Regions from separate parts of the Mus musculus genome. Here region 1 is linked to region 2. The links are chromatin contacts, called in public HiChIP or PLAC-seq maps. All regions are on one chromosome and are shown on one strand. The core of a region is the stretch at or near the end of the contact, and the rest is flanking DNA. Distances in the headings are between cores, read along the strand shown. Region 1 holds the start of Krr1 (KRR1, small subunit (SSU) processome component, homolog (yeast)). Region 2 has its middle 17 kb from the start of Nap1l1.

The links. HiChIP or PLAC-seq counts read pairs in DNA pulled down with a chosen protein or histone mark.
Region 1: a contact with region 2 is called in an H3K4me3 HiChIP or PLAC-seq map of bone marrow-derived macrophages, with 3 times the contacts expected there. The contact joins the promoter of Krr1 here to the enhancer-like site in region 2. A contact is called at or near these places in 12 of 39 promoter capture datasets (the C10 cell line, the HPC-7 cell line, cranial neural crest and 7 more), 1 of 484 Hi-C or Micro-C datasets (B cells), 4 of 115 datasets of contacts at active chromatin or transcription factors (bone marrow-derived macrophages, embryonic forebrain, embryonic hindbrain and 1 more) and 2 of 9 other capture datasets (adipose tissue and liver).

The regions. Positions count from the first base shown.
Region 1 is chr10:111,969,990-111,975,048 of GRCm38.p6, forward strand. It overlaps Krr1 (KRR1, small subunit (SSU) processome component, homolog (yeast)), which reads left to right and starts at 2,706. Exons shown (of 10, transcript NM_178610.4): 1 at 2,706-2,885. The coding sequence starts at 2,804.
Region 2 is chr10:111,453,290-111,458,427 of GRCm38.p6, forward strand. No RefSeq gene overlaps it. Among named protein-coding and RNA genes, the nearest start is that of Nap1l1, 17 kb to the right of the region's middle. Within about 2 kb of position 1,827, at least 8 of the 459 cell types and tissues checked have an H3K27ac peak or open chromatin away from gene starts, as enhancers often do. A contact at or near this core is called in bone marrow-derived macrophages, where this site is marked.

The DNA of each region.
Region 1 (5,059 bases), core at 1,456-3,955, 520 kb after region 2:
GCTAATCTGGTAGGCAAGAAGTGATTTTTTTTTTTATTGTGAAGTCTGAACACTTTGTAGCAGGAGTGAGGCTAAGAATCATACATGAAAAAGCCACTCACCTAATAATGGTTATGGTAAGATGGCGGCTGATCCTGGGAAAGCCACATGGAATTCACACTTGAGGGTTTATTGCTGCAGAATCTGTTCTTGCTGGAGAGTAGTTGGTTTTCTTTTTCTGTTCAATCTTCAACTTGTGTGAGCCCTACACACTGCTATAAATGTAAACTTCATCCAAAGATACACTTATAGAAACATGTAGAATAGTATATGACTAAATATATGGGCACTTTGGCCCAGTTAAGTTGCCCATTAATAATTTTTCTGTTGGTCTATACTGTTTTCCCTTTCCTTCCTTCCTTCCTTCCTTCCTTCCTTCCTTCCTTCCTTCCTTCCTTCCTTCTTCCCTCCCTCCCTCTCTCTCTCTCTTTTCTTTCTTTCTTTTTTTTTTTTTTTGAGACATGGTTTCTATGTATATCCCTGGCTGTTCTGGAACTCACTGTGTAAACCAGGCTGGCCTTGAACTCAGAAATCCGCTTGCCTCTGCCTCTCAAGTGCTGGGATTTAAGGCATGCGCCACCACTGCCCGGCCTGTTTTCCTTTTCAAACCAGTAGTACTAGTCAAATCAGTGTGTTGCAAATATTTTCTCAGATTTTATATCCTTTAATTTTGTTAAGTGATTTCTTAAGACATTGGCTTCCTATGAGTGCTTGTTTGGTGTTTTTGAAACAGGCTGAGCTGAAGGTCATTATGTAGATCAGGTTGGCCTCAGATTTGAGGCACTCCTCCTGCCTCAACCTGTCAAGTACTGGGACTGTTGACTACTGTAGTCAGCAGAGCATTTTACCTTTTATTTTCATTCTTTACATACATTATATTCCAACCAGTTTCCCCTACCTCCACCCCTCCTAGTCCCCTCTCTCTTCTTCCCCAGATCCACTCCTCCTCTGTTTCTCTTAAAACAAACAAATGAAAAGCCTCCCAGGGATATCAACCGAACACAGCACAACAAATTACAATAAAGTCCCATAGCCTCTTCCCTTTTAAATTATTGATTTAAATACTTTATGATCAATGAGTAACAGACTCATTAAAATCTAGATGAAATTTATTCAGAACATGTGGGTGCCCCCCAACCTGATAGTTGTGTTGAATTTCCCATCTTCTCATCTTGATTTTAGAAGACTTTTTAGTATTTATTGAAATACTATTATGCTGTCAACTTAAAAAAAATAACAAGGGCTTGGAAGAAGTTGAAGTGAGGCCAACAGCCTCTTTCCAGTGAAAGGAACCCAGACCCACACACCCATGTGTGAAAAGCACTCTTTGAAAGAAGCTCGAAGCTCATAACCATTCAAACATAATACTAACTACATTTGATTCTCAAAGAGACTGGAATGGGTGCACCATTATGAGGCATCAGTTTGCATACAGAGAATTTCCCTTAAAATTTGTTCAAAACATAGTCGAATCCAGTGGTTACCAACCTTCCTAATGCTGCAACTCTTCAGTATAGTTCTGCATGTTTCTGTGATCCCTGAACCACAAAATCATTTCGTTATTACGTCCAACTTTGCTACTGTTATGAATTATAATGTCTATATACATGTGCGTTCTGATGGTCTTAGACGACCCCTGTGAAAGGTAGTTTGACCCTCTAAGGAGTCACAATCCACAGGTTGAAAACCACCGATCTAAGCACCTGAAGTATTGTTCTCAGTTTTACTAGGCATATGCGGGTACTCCTCTTTCCTTTATCTGGCTTATTGACCCATGTGCTTATTAAATATTTCCTGGAGGTTGGGGAGAGCATGGTCCAGAAGGAGAGGTCCTAGTGTGTTTTCAGACCCTGGTTACATCTCTTCACATCTTAGCATCTAATTTAGTGAATATATTTTTGTGCTAATATTTTTTTGCTGTTTTTACTGACTATATTCTAAGCCTTTTAAAGCTATGATGTAAGAATAATAAACAATAAAGTTTTGGTAATAGCTCCCTCCAGCCCCCACCAAAAAACCCCAAACATTTGAATGCTGAAGACCGGTGTGGTGGTACACACCTTTAATCCCAGATTCTGGAGTCATAAGCAGGAAGATCACTATGACGTTGAGGCCAGCCAGGTCTACATAGCATGTTCCAGGCTAGTGAAGGATACACAGTGGCCTCGATTCATAAACCCAAAATAAACAAAACAAGCAAGCAAACAAATAAATAAAAATAGAACAGAAAAGTCTTTTAAAACCAATCTGGAAGTTGAGAGATTTAAAATGCAAAACTCATGGTAGGTTTTCAAATGGGCTAAAGAGTGGTAGCAAAGTTTGGGTAGATTTTTGATACAATTCGCCATTTTCATTAGATTTCTAATCCCCCTCAAATAAGAATTTTAATAATTTCCCCTCCCTTCTCTCCCTCACCCTCACCCACCTCTCTTCTCTCTCCTCTCCTTCGCTCCCTTTCTCTCCCTTTCCTTCCCTTCCCCTCTCAAAAAAGAAGTTCCCACAGGGCTATACAAGTAGCTACAATTTAGAGCTTGATACAAGAAAACTACCATTCCCAGCGTGCAACACCGAGGTTGCAATGCATCCTGGGAAGGAAGTGTCACGCTCCCCCCCGTCCCCGCCCCATCGGCTTCCTGTTCGTCAGAGCAGAGACCACGCAGGTCTCATAGGGATTATCCGGAACTCGTTTTGCCTTTTACACATTGTAGCCGGCGGGATCTTAAAGAACAGTTCCACTTCCGGGGCCGCCGGAAGCAGTTTTGCGATGGCAACTTCTGCGGAGGCGCCTGCCAAAGAAGCTCAAAAACGTGACTCTCAGCCGCAGAAACAGAAGCGTGAGACCCAAGGTGAGGCAGTGCGAGACCCGAAGCCCGGAGCTGGCGGATCTCGAAGCATCTTTGTCTCTTTCTTTGGCCGCGCACTTGGGTTGAGCCTCTTTTAGGCTGTGCAGTGCCTGCGGTAGCCGGGGTAGCCGAGGGTTGCGGGTGTTGATGGCTGCGCCGGCCACGTGCAGCTAACGCAGTGTTTTTGCCAGCGACCGTCCCTGGCAAGTGTACCCGATGCGCCTTCTGTCCCCGGTAAAAGTGTGAGGACTCAGAGATTGTGGAAGGCGCGGCAGTTCTGCCTTGAGCTTTGGGGAGGGGAGGTTGAGAGGATGCGGATCAGGATCAGGTGGGAGAATCTTCGTGTCCTGCGAGCGCCGATGGTGATGAGGGAGGCGGACGGGGAAAGGTGGGGACGGAGCTCAATGGGAAGTTTTGTCAGAACTTTTATCTGATTATTAAGTTGCTAAATGACACAGCTCTCAGTCTTTAGCTCTAACCCCTAGTTTGATTTTTGGCTGCTCTAGTTTGATTGCTTCTTTCCGTTTTGATGAGAGTTTGGTTTTTACCTACCTTCAATTTAAAAAGAAAAATTTTTTTCTTTTAAAAACTAAGTACGTAAAATACGGCAGGGACTATAGACACCGGTAAAAGCTTCAAACCAACGCTTGAGGAATTGACAGGATGAGTAGACCATCTTCCTCAAGTTATCCATGTGCCAATCACAGATGCTATATAGCTTCCTTTCTGGTACCCGGAGTAATTCGTTCGAGCTTTCTGTCACCTATCTACAGCTATTATGATTTTTAACAAAACGCTTCGATTTTTGTCTCCTTTTGAATCATAGGAGAATGAATGGAGCTGTGTACTCTATGTATGTTGTCTGTGTCTTTAGCTTCTGATTCTTTACGATGCTGTGTAATATTTAAATTCCGTCGTTGGCGGACATTTGAGCTCTGCCTTCAGCTTGCTCTTGTAAGCACCTTTGTGCATGTCTTCTGGTAATGCCTCAGGGTCTCTGTAGGAATTTAGGATTGGAAACTCAATTGCAGGGTATCTTCAAGTTATGCTAATGCTACCGGAAGGAGCTGTGCCAGGTTTTTTTCTGTTTTAGGAAAGGTTTGTTTACGTTCAAAGCGTGAGGGTATAGTCAACCATGGAGGGGAAACTGGGCCAGCACAACTCTAATAGTTGAGATTGCTCATCGATCTAAATTTACAGTGATTTTTTTTGTTGTTGTTGTGTTTTGATTTTGAGGTCCTGGATGTACTTATATAGCTAGACTTTCACCCTAACCTAATAAGCAAGTGATATTCTTGGTCCTAAGTGGCCTTAGTTCCCTTCCCTTTCCTCTACTAGGGTTCACACATTCTGTCTTAGGAAGGTTTAACCCTGGGCCTGAGTTTGCTTGCTTGCTTTTTGTTTTGTTTTGTTTTGTTTTGTTTTTGTTTTTGTTTTTTTTTTTTTTTTGTTTTTCGAGACAGGGTTTCTCTGTGTAGCCCTGGCTGTCCTGGAACTCACTTTGTAGACCAGGCTGGCCTCGAACTCAGAAATCCACCTGCCTCTGCCTCCCAAGTGCTGGGATTAGAGGCGTGTGCCACAACCGCCCATGTTCCCAGTTTTTATAGGATTTTAGTTTGCAGTTTTTAAAAAGAAGGTATTGGAGAATGAGTGGTTTATGAGGACCCATTGTCAGGAGTTTGAACCAGAAGTGGCAGAGTGAGTGGAAGTAGAAAGTACATTTTCTTACCTGTGGCTAATAACGTGGGCCAAGGGCCTGCCTTTCAGACCTCGGTGGTTTAAGGACAGGATGACGTTTAAGCACAGATCTCTGGGCCTCACCCCAGAGATGCAGATTCACTCTGCCTGAGATGGAGCCCCAGATGGCCTTGCCCACAAACTCCCACAGGTGTGCTGACGCTGCAAGATCAAGGATGGTTCTCTTCGGGTAGAGTTAACGTGTAGCTATTGGATTTGAGGGGTTTCTAAAGTTCTGGGACAGGGAGTTTTGAGAAGTGAAGCAGGCTCTCCAGAGGTGATCTCATAGTTGTCAGGATTTTAGGCCATTTCAGCATTTGTCCTTCTGGCCTGTCACTCCTTTTGGTTTGAATATCTTCTATAAAGTAGAAATAGTAATAGTGGCTTTCTTTTATTGATGAAAGGTGTGTATAAAGCTCTTTGGAAATCCTAAAATTGTA
Region 2 (5,138 bases), core at 577-3,076:
ATTCACCGGTGCTTAAAGGGCAAGGATAAAAGCAAGCAAACAAACAAACAAGCAAACAAAACCCAAACCAGGGGCTGGTGAGATGGCTCAGCGGTTAAGAGCACTGACTGCTCTTCTGAAAGTCCTGAGTTCAAATTCCAGCAACCACATGGTGGCTCACAACCACCCATAACAAGATCTGACACCCTCTTCTGGAGTGTCTGAGACCGCTACAGTGTACTTACATATAATAAACAAACCTTTAAAAAAAAAAAAGCTGGGCATGGTGGCACACGCCTTTAATCTCAGCACTCGGGAGGCAGAGGCAGGTGGATTTCTGAGTTCGAGGCCAGCCTGGTCTACAAAGTGAGTTCCAGGACAGCCAGGGCTATACAGAGAAACCCGGTCTAAAAGAAAGAAAGAAAGAAAGAAAGGAAAGAAGGAAGGAAGGAAGGAAGGAAGGAAGGAAGGAAGGAAGGAAGAAAGAAAGAAAGAAAGAAAGAAAGAAAGAAAGAAAGAAAGAAAGAAAGAAAGAGAGAAAGAAAGAAAGAAACTCAACCCAAACCAAACCAAAAGATCCTTCTTCCCTGGCTCATGGGCCTCTGTTGAGGTGGCCCTGGGGACCAGTTAGGATTTTCATATTGATCAATCAATGATTGATTGATTGATTGATTGATAACTCACTATGTAGATGAGGCTGGCTTCAGATCCTGGTATCCTCCTGAGCCTCGCAAGTGCTGGGATTGAAGGTGTGTGCCACCATGGTCAGCTCTTTCCCAACTCTTGAGACACTTCTTTTCAAGTTACTGGGTCCATTGTAATAGGACCAATCTTCCCTACGTGCTGAAGTGTGTGTGTGTGTGTGTGTGTGTGTTCCTGAGTTGTATTCTGTGTTGTGTTACTGCTGACAATCACTTCCATGCTCTCCAGAATTTTTACATTCTATCAGGTAGGACCAGAGAGGCGTTCAGCCAGAGATCAGAACTCCCTGCTCTGAGCATGCATCCTCTCTGCTCCAGCACTGCCCTGACCAGGGTCCTATCCCCAGAGACTCATCTTCTAAAGTCTCTTCCTTCTGGCCTCAACACTTCCAAACTGCCGTGGTCTCGATGGAGTTGATCTCCAGCATTAAGAAGGAGCTTTCCATACAGCTTTTATTTCCAAGGAGATGCCCCCTAAATCAGATGCAGTTCTGCTGACATTTCAGGCTGACAGATCTAACAGTGAAGGGCAGGCATGGGAGGGAGGCTCCTGGTAACTGAGCAGAAGGGTTGGTCCATTCTACCTTAGGTTGCTGGAGGCCATACTTCAAAGCTGCTTTGATTCTTGCGTCAACTCCTTCTTCACTTCTGAACACAAGAGGAACACCGGGGATAAAGACCGGTGCAGATACATTGGCACACAGCTCCTCTGATATGCTACAGATCATAAGGAGGGGCAGTAAAGGCTTCGTCTGTTTTCTGTTGCTCTAACAGAGTCCCTAAGACCAAGTAGTGTATAAAGAAAAGACATTTATTTCACTTATACATGTGGAGCCTAGGATGTCCAAGAAGACGGATCCAGCGTTTGCTCAGACCTGGGATGAGTCTTCTTGCTGCGTTGTGATAGGATGATGGATCACGTGGTGATATTGGAGAAGGATGGCCCCCTGCTTTATAGCAGCCTTTAACTACTTATACATCTTCAGGAGGGGAGATGCTTTATGAGGTCGTCTCCCCTTTTCCCCTCCCCCACAAGGAAATATTGCCAGCAGGTCCGATTACATGTCTTAGATAAGTATTCAATAAGCTTTTGAGAGTCCTGGGATGCCACAGCCCTGTCATATCTAGAAGAAAGTATTTCCCAACCTCCATCTTCTTCCTCTTTTAAAGCCACTAATGCTGCTGCTCTGTGACCTTACCTCATTATCTTCTAGAAGTCTCACCCCCCAAGAAAAAAGCCATTAGGATAAGAAATTAAAGCTCAAATTGCCTGCATCTGAACTTGAGGGAGACAGGTCTCCCGTGTGGTCCAGATTCTTGCTCTGAGTTGCCAATGCCTGTGTCTGCTGATTTCTGGCTGACCCATAGGAAAATCAACCTCCGTTTATGTCACTGGAGGAAAATTCAACATTGAATATGAAGTCTTCAGACTGATTTCTGCCAATTCTGATTTGAAGGCTAGGACTACCCTAATGGTTTTCATTCCTCTGTCCAGGACAATGGCCGAGAGCCTTCAGACACAGGAAGTGTTAGTTTTTCTTGGTTGTCTCCTCGTGCAACTTCCCAGTGTAAGAACTAACCATCTCACAAAGGCATGATTTTTTACTTGTTAATCTTCTGAACAGAAAGCCTAGAACCTATTCATCTTTGTCGTCTCTGAATTATACAGACGCCAGAAAAAAAAAAGACATTATTTCCATTATCATTATACTAAAACTGATTTGTATGTTTCCATGAGAACTCTTAAAAATTAGAATTCTGCTAGAAGAAAATCCAGTCAGATTATTAGGTATCCCATGATAAATATAGGAGATACTTATACCTCTTATTTATTTTTACACTGTTTTCTCATGTACTTATATAACATTATATGCAATGAACTATCAGTGCTGGATAAATCTACAATTTGCACATTAAGCCAGGACTATCACCCAGCAAGATAACACCGCTGATTTACCCTGTAGGACTCTTGTCAACAGTGTAATTCTCTTCCACGCCTCCCTCTGAATCAGCTCAGGAACTCTGCCGTGTCCAACATTCAGCCTTATAATAAAATAATCACACCATTGAACAAACAAATGGTATCACCAGGCACCTGAGATAAGTTTGTTGGAATAGCCAAGCAGTAAATTTGGCTATTTCTTGGCAGCTACTGATCAAGGCAAGCCCTACAGGTTGCCGACGTCTGTTCTACCTACTAACAGTACGCACTAGAAGAGGCGGTTTTCCTCGTGCTCAACCCCACGAGGCAATAGTAGAACTGACCACAACTGTGGTTTTATAGAACCAAATACTATCCAAACGAATTACTTTATGGACTTTCCCTAAAAGTGTAAGTGGCACTTTCCCACGAGGATGTCTCTGAAGGTCATATAGTGTCTGCATATGCTATAGCAATCAAGTGATTCAATGTGTATTTTGGCATTTGATTGCTTAAGCCACTGTCAGGAAGATATGGGCTTCAACTTCTGTTGTACCCGTTGCAGGCTTTGAGCTGGGCATTTTACTCTGTCTGAACCTTGGCTTCCCGTAGCTCTGAAACGTGATGGTTTTACTCCTTCCTTGTAAACCGGTGTGAATTAAACTTGATAACTTCTGAGATTCTCTAGAGCAGTGGTTCTCCACTGTGGGTCAAGACCTCTTTAGGTCGCATATCAGATATCCTGCATACCAGATATTTACATTATGATTCCTAACAGTGGCAAAATTAATTATGAGGATGCTGAGCCTATGTGCTTAACCTTCTGGCTTTAAAGAAGCAACCGAGGTGGTCCTGCCGAGGTACAAGTGTGATGAAGCAGAACGCAGGAATGATGCTGGACGTGTAGGGCCTCAGGACTTATAAACTCCTTCCTGGGCACCTCTTTCTGTAAGGCAAGACCACTCACCGTTGCTTCTGATAGGCCTTCTGGATAGCACAGCCCCATCTCTAATGTAATGGCTTGAGTGTCTCAACTTTTAACATCTCTTCGTAATTTTTTAACCCCACTACATGCTTCACAGATCTCAAAACATTTGTCAAATATGCCATAATCGTCTGTGGCAAAGACATATTTCTCATGGGCTTCTATGATGTACAACACATGAGCAGGGTGATGTGTGCTATGAGGTGGGTGTGTGGGCTGACAGCACCCCAAAGTAGTCTATGACTTAATATGTGCCCATGGCCAGCAGGTCCCCTGGATATGCGGACTGAATCCAGTTCTGCCGAAGCAGCAAGTGCTCTTAGCCACTGCGTCATCTCTCCAGCCTCTACATCTGTTACTTCTTAAGATAACTTTGCTATAAAAACCCAGAGGACCACCAACAGCATAGAGGAATGTTGTCCTTCTGGTTTCTTAAGGCATGGGAACACTGATTCTGCTCATTAAATGAAGTGATTCTATAACATGGACTTAATTCCCATCTGCAGTTTTAAAATGTTCCTGAATGTTGTAGAGTACAGAGAAAGATATCGAAACACCGATCTTCAAGGACCGACAAGAACAAATGACATGTAGATATTTTCTAGGCTGAGCCAATGTTCGGCTCAGAATAAATAGTGAAACAATTTTATTTCATGTTTAGAATTTGCAATAGGAACAAAAATCCTAATGCCTTGAGAGTTTTAAATTCAGATGCAATTAATTGATTGGCTCATTTAGGGCCTATTTTTTACTGCCTGTTGTGTGTCCTCCAATCATAACATCCAAATTTATATTAAGTACAATTAATAAAGTTAGAATTAGTTTCAGGTCTTTGACCACGGTAATTCCATTTCAAACACAGGAAAGCTACACCGAGATATTATAGAGGCTGGAGAGATGACGCGGTGGCTAAGAGCACCTGCTGCTTCAGCAGAACTGGATTCAGTCCCCATATCCAGGGGACCTGCTGGCCATGGGCACGAACTAAGTCATAGACTACTTTGGGGTGCTGTCAGCCCACACACCCACCTCATAGCACACATCACCCTGCTCATATTCTGCACATCACAGGAGCCCACGAGAAATACATCTTTGTGTGGCTCTCCGGTGTTATCCTATTGGACAGTGTAAACAGGATACTTTTTATCATTGTGGGTAATTTTATTGCACAGTACCTTTCTAGAATGGTTGAAATGTCTCGCTATCAAACCAGGGTGGTCCCTAGTTAACAAAACACAAAGACTTTCTAAGGTTATGGAGTCGATAGAAACGACTTGTCCACCTCGCCTTAGACGTTCACACTGTTTTACTTTTTCCTCCCACAAATGTCACGTCAAAGGTAATTTTGTTCTGACAGCTGAGAACAGTCCCTTGTTCCAAAAATAATATCGTGTTACCAGGGTTTTCTGTAAGTACTTTCAGCTTTTCTCATTAAATCTACACAATAGTCCCATGAGGGAGGTATTATTTTCAAAATGCAAATGAGAAAAAAAAACGAAGTTTGGAGTACTGATGAATCTGCCTGCCACAAATAATTTGGCTTATAAGGAGC